Regions from separate parts of the Anser cygnoides genome. Here region 1 is linked to region 2. Evidence: chromatin contacts called from public Hi-C data. All regions are on one chromosome and are shown on one strand. The core of a region is the stretch at or near the end of the contact, and the rest is flanking DNA. Distances in the headings are between cores, read along the strand shown. Region 1 holds the start of LOC106044628 (cyclin-dependent kinase 11B). Region 2 holds the start of SSU72 (SSU72 homolog, RNA polymerase II CTD phosphatase).

What was found. A called contact is a pair of places that touch in the nucleus more often than the background predicts.
Region 1: a contact with region 2 is called in a Hi-C map of liver, with 2.5 times the contacts expected there. The contact joins the promoter of LOC106044628 here to the promoter of SSU72 in region 2. A contact is called at or near these places in 4 of 7 Hi-C or Micro-C datasets (granulosa cells and liver).

The regions. Positions count from the first base shown.
Region 1 is chr23:6,199,028-6,201,970 of Taihu_goose_T2T_genome, reverse strand. LOC106044628 (cyclin-dependent kinase 11B) reads left to right here and starts at 1,363. Exons shown (of 19, transcript XM_048067517.2): 1 at 1,363-1,453; 2 at 1,551-1,683; 3 at 2,354-2,469. The coding sequence starts at 1,573. It overlaps SLC35E2B (solute carrier family 35 member E2B), which reads left to right. Exons shown (of 11, transcript XM_066982232.1): 11 at 1-1,113.
Region 2 is chr23:6,062,515-6,065,582 of Taihu_goose_T2T_genome, reverse strand. SSU72 (SSU72 homolog, RNA polymerase II CTD phosphatase) reads left to right here and starts at 1,515. Exons shown (of 5, transcript XM_048067551.2): 1 at 1,515-1,675. The coding sequence starts at 1,596.

The DNA.
Region 1 (2,943 bases), core at 114-2,613, 140 kb before region 2:
TGAGCTCTGCCTTTTAAATGCTTTCTCTGATGGCAGTCATACTGCCCAATTTCTTTTGGAAATTCCTCTCCAGTAACACTCTACGATCCTACTTGCATTTAGCACAGCCACATTCCTGAAAGTTGTGCACTAATCAAGACAAGCTCCATGACCAAGAGTTATATGGATTATTTGTTTTACGTTTGCCAAGTATGTTCTTGTAGCAACAGCACACCTTCCTTAATACGATGCTTTAAACTGTTGTGCAAGTGGTAGGAGATATTTTGTTATATCAGTCTTCAATTTCACACGTCATCTAATAAAACAAGAGGAGTTGACTACTTTGCACAGAAGCTCTTGGATTCTGGTCATTGTCTGGGTTAAAAGGCAGGCCTTTGAGATGTATAAACCTTCAACAACAGTTCTCTAATTAGCCTTCCTCTTGGAAACCACGGAAAACTTCAAGTTTCCAAGAACAAAAACATATCCACAAAGTAGTGGAAGAACATTTTTAGCCACTGCAGCAGAACATCTGTGCATCAGATTGGATACAGAGCTCTGTTTCTGGAATTCCATGCAACTCTCAGCATATACATACCTAATTAATTCAATATGACTGTAGGTAATGAGCAGGATTGCTGCAGGTTTTACAAACAGTAACATTAGGCTTGTATTATTTCAGCAATTACGTTCTGGGGAAGAGGATGTGTCACTTTTCAAAAACAAAGAAACAAGGTGAAATTCTGTTTCTTCAGGCCTCCACTGCTGAGCTAACGCAAGTGTTTGTTGCAGAACGTACACAGTGTGAGATGCTACCTGCAGTGGTTTATGGTCCTTAAATGACATTATTTCCTAGCTCAAAAGATGGACAATAAAGAAGTTGTATATAGTATTTCCTGAGATGTGATGTATTGTAATCTCTCTTTATGGTTAAGTTCCTTAACCATGTTAATGTAAGTGTTTCAAGTTCTAGCTGTGTATGGTCTTATGTGGGGAACTGGTTAGGAACTGCTCTTGTCACACTGGATTGCTGTAAATTCTCCTCGTATTAGTTCTGTTGCCGTTATGTGACTTAAGTAATCTTTGGAATCATGCCTTACTCGAAGGAACAATAAAATTCATTGTTTTGTGTGCTTTTTTTTAAATGTAATTCTAAGGACGGTCCTCAAGAATGATACACGCGCAGCCATTTACTAGGTATTTTTTAAAAAGCGTTAAGCGGGCTGGGTATTTATTTAAAAACTAAGTAGGTTGAGGGGGCTGAAGCGCTACGGGAAGCCGGCGCTTCGCCTGTTCCTTGGCGACCCGCGCTGCCCCGCAGCCCGGCGTCAAAATGGCGCCGCCAGCCCTTCCCCACGCGGCCCCTCGCGGCTCCCGTGTTCCCCCCTCCCGTGTGCGTCATCAGCCGGCCGCGGCGGGCGGAAGTGACGCGCTCGCGTGGCGCTGCTCGTCCCGGGGCCCGGCAGCGGCGGCGGTGAGCGGGGGGGGGGAGCTGAGGGGGTTGGGGGGGGGCCGGGGCCGGGGCCTGAGGGGCTCGGTAACGGAGCGGGGTTTTTGTGCTTTATTCGCAGGGGTTTGGGCTCTTAAACCCCAATGGGTGATGAAAAGGATTCTTGGAAAGTGAAAACTTTAGATGAGATTCTGCAGGAGAAGAAGCGGAGGAAGGAGCAGGAGGAGAAGGCAGAGATAAAGCGCATGAAGAACGTAAGCTGACAGGGGAGGGGGATCCTTGGTGATCCGGGGGGGGTCTCGGTGATCCGGGGGGATCCTCCGGGCTCGTACGCACGCTTCGTGTGTGATCTCTGCCCCCCCGTGCCAAAGCTTGACAGAAAACACCGTTTTCCTAGGATTTCATTTCATCTCTTATGTTATACGTGTCATTAATATCGTTATTTTATACAATAATTGCGTATAACGCTAATATATATTAATAATTATTATATTTCTTCATTTCGTGGTTGTTTGTTAGAAAAATTAAAAAAAAACCAACAATTAAATGGCAGTGGCACTTCGCCTAAAAGCCTTTTAAGAGGTTTTGTAGAAAAATGGAGTTAAATGTTCTCAAATAACTTTTACATTACTTTCTACAACTTTATACGGAGTATCTTTGCGTTAAAAAATAACACTAGTTAATATAACCGCTTAATAGTTGTTTGATCTTGTCTAATTACGTTGTGATTACAGCTGAACTGTTATAAATGTAATCTAGCTGTGTTTAGCTGCTTACACTACAAAAATCTCTCGTAAGTCAGCGTGCTGTACAGCTGGAGATTTTTCTTCCAAAAATGGAAGAGTTGAGTACTATTTTATTGTTCTTTGTGACATACAAATTACTTCCATTCTGTTTTTCCCCTTTCTTGTGTTTGTTTGGCAGTCGGATGATAGGGATTCGAAGCGGGATTCTCTTGAAGAGGGGGAGCTGAGAGATCACCGCATGGAAATAACGATCAGAAATTCACCTTACAGGAGGGAAGACTCCATGGAAGATAGGTAACGATGAGAGAACAGAGTTCTCGTCTTAGAACGTGTTGCTGAAATGAAATGGTGGAAGTGCTGAGGAGAGCATTTAAAAGTATCTTAATGGGAAAAAAATTAACTTTTTGAGGATGTTGATGTTCTATCTTATCTCCTGTTACCAGGAGATGCCCAGATATCTCTTTGAAGGGCTGATTCAGGCTTAACAGTGTAGTGTGGTCCAGTTTTGGTTGCTACCTGAAATATTTTGCTCAAGATGTCGTTAAAGGCATGCTGAGTTCTCTTCGATGCTTAATTCATCCTCAGTTTGCTTGTGTATTAAAAGTTGGTGTGTAACAATAGATTGACTTTTCATCCATATGACTATGATTTTCTGTAATTTACTGTTAATGCTTTGATTCGTGGGTATTATAGAAATTAATTAATAAAATAGGAAAAGAATGCTGTTTTTAAAATTAAGAGGAAATAACACAATTTGTTAGACAGTAC
Region 2 (3,068 bases), core at 266-2,765:
CTGCTGTGGTCACAGCAAATTATAAAATTTCTGTCTGGGCATATGTAGATGAAACATAAGAGGACGTGTATATATATGTGTGCCTGAGACTCCTCAGAACTGTAGAAGAACTAAATATAAATCATTAAGAGCCCCTGGCTGTGTAATGGAATTCATGGCGGTTGTGGGTAATATATCAGCACACTGAAGTTGAAGAATGTCTTGTAGATTCTGCTTTTAGAAGATGAAAATGCAGCATGAAATGCAGATTTGCACCAGTGAAATTCCTTCTAAACTAGAACAGATTTCCAGAGAGGAAGACAGATGCACAAATGGAAATGAATTTCCTGGTAAGAGTTGTGTGATGTGTCAAAAACCAGTAGGTGCTGAGTGCTGAGCCTATTCCCTGCCTGCCTTCCAAGTGGTCCTGCTGGGGTCAAAGCTACCACAGCCATCCTCCTGCTGCTTCTACATTCAAGGGCTCGTCACAAAAGGGTGAGCGGCTCACAGCTTTGCTGTTGGGATGAGTGTCCTAATGAGTTGGTTGTTGTACGTAAACAAAATTTTGTTGTATAGGCATTTTTGATCAAAAGTATGATCCCTCTTAACAGAGGCGGGAGAGGCTGGTAAATGACAGGGCTCAAGCGCTGACACATGAATTTCCCCTTGGTGTCCTCATCACATGAAGGGTGCCTTGGCTCACGAAGGTGACACTTTTCCCTGATCTTTTTAGTTTGGAAAGGCTGAACCGCGGTCTGGGAGTTTTGGGAAGACCAGAGTTTTCATTGTGGTGTGGTGCAGGCCTTGGGCAGTGATGGAGTCAGTCAGTATAGGAGCAGCTGTTACTATTTTTCCAAATTCTCTTGCATTCTTTTAAGAGAAAGATTTGAAGCTAAAGCTTGTATCGAGACCTTCCAAAAGCAATTTAGTCAGTGGATAAACTGTAGAGCTTTCTGGGCCTTTTGAGTAGGCTCCGGACATTTCATGTGCGGAATTTCACTTTTGTATGGAGGGCTGGAGGAGCAGGAAGCGAAGATGAGACACCTGATGAATTACAAACGAGGTCAGTTGATGTTATATGGCCACAACCTTATCCTAACCTTATTCCCTACCCTTATCTTAAAAAGTTCTTGAGAGCTTTTATCTTGGAGTCCGGTGTCAAGGAAATAAAGGCTCAGGCTCGGAACTTATCGGAAGCCGCGGCTCCTGATGTGAGCTACCTGCAGGAAGCGTAGCTCCCCACATTTGTGTACCACATAAAACTGGAATTAAAGAGAAGGAAAAAGGAGGGGCAGCAACCGAGGCGTTCCGTGTGGAACAGCGCCGGGAATCACGTCATTAACCCAAACGGAGCGCTGGGGGATCCCTCCCCGTCGCTCCCTACTCCCAGTCCCCGCGGTTTGAGTGGAAATTGCGTGCGTTAAACAAGGGGCCGAGTCCTCCACATCGCGCTTTCCCCTCCTCCGTGCCCGGCGCTGCCCTGCCCTCCTCGCCGTGGCAGGCGCCGGCCCCACCCGGCGACACGCACGGGCCCCGCCCCCCGCCGCGCCGCGGCCGCCATTTTGTGCGAGGAGCCGCCGCCGGGGCCGGGCCGGGCCGGGCCGCGCATCGCCGCCATGCCGTCCTCGCCGCTCCGCGTGGCCGTCGTGTGCTCCAGCAACCAGAACCGCAGCATGGAGGCGCACAACATCCTCAGGTAACCGGGGCCTGCCCGCCCGCCCGCCTCCTTCCCCGCGGGCCCGGGGCCGAGGGGCCTGCACCGGTCGGCGCACAACGGAGCTCCGCGTCCAGCGCTGCGAAACGCGGCCGACAGCCCCCGGGGCTCGGCGTTTTAACGCCCAGCTGCCTCTTTTTAACGTCGTTTTATTTTTTAAATAACGAGCGTGAAGATTGGAGCCGCTGTAGGCACTGACAGGGAGCGCTTTCCCTTTGCAGGAACACCGGGTGAAGTATTTGGCTAAATGGTGCTTGGTTCAGAGCGTGAAGCGATGCTGAGGCTGTGAGGGTCCCTTTCTTCAGCCCTGCAAGTGCTTCCAGTTTGGCTAAAGGCAGAAGGGGAGATGGGAGAGGGAGGCGGTGACACGGGTGGACAGGCAGGAGGGACCTGATCTGCCGGGAACCGTGGGCCTGAACCCTCCCTGAGCACCGTGATAAAGTCTTCTTTTTCGGTTAAAACTAGGCAAAGTCAGCATCTACACGAGATGAGGCACATCACTAGCACAGCGAGTCAAACAACGAAGTGTAAATTGCGCTTTACATTTTAACTAAAACAGGGAAAAAAGACGTGAAAGGGCTAAATAATAGGAACATCTGGTCTGGCAGCCATCTTACTGTAAGCATCTGATGCAGCAAATGCTTAAACTTGGCGTCAGATGTTACCTGAGGCGCGCCTCCAAACACGATGGGACCAGTACGTGCTTTGAGCTGGGGTGGGGAAGGGCTGCTGCTTTTCTGTGGGTTTTCTGCTAGTTATAACGCTGGAACTGAGCGGTAACCAAAACCGGAGCGCTTGGGGTGGGGATTAAATTTACTTCTAATATCCAGCCTTTTTCTTCCCCTCTGTTTTTGCAGAAGAAATAAATCACTTCCGTTGTGACTGATGTTCTTTTTGAAAGTTTCTTCTCCCTTAGGATTTTATTATAAAAAAAAAAAAGTAGTTATTTTGTAAAGGTTTGTAAGCAGCAGCATCTTATGTAATTTGGAATAGCATAGCTGGCAAAATAGAGCTGAACTGCTGATGCTGTTCCAAAGATATAACTAGTCTCTGCAAGGAGAATGATTGCTTGCCTGTAAGCTTCAGAAACAGTTTGCGTTGGATCAAAGCTAGTCCATTTTGCCAGGCTGTCCTGCTGTATGTGGCACTGCACTTTGGAAAAAAACAACATGTGACCAAAAGAGGAAAAACAGTCCGGAAGAAATGTTTAAAGCATAGAAAGTGAGGTATTATAACTTCAAAGTATTTTGTTAAGGGATTATGAAACTTGAACGGGCACAAACACTACGGAACCACAGGTGACTGTTTGAAAACAAAAATCTGGAGTCCAGCCATCGGTGTTGGAACATCTACATCAACATTCATAAACAAAGTT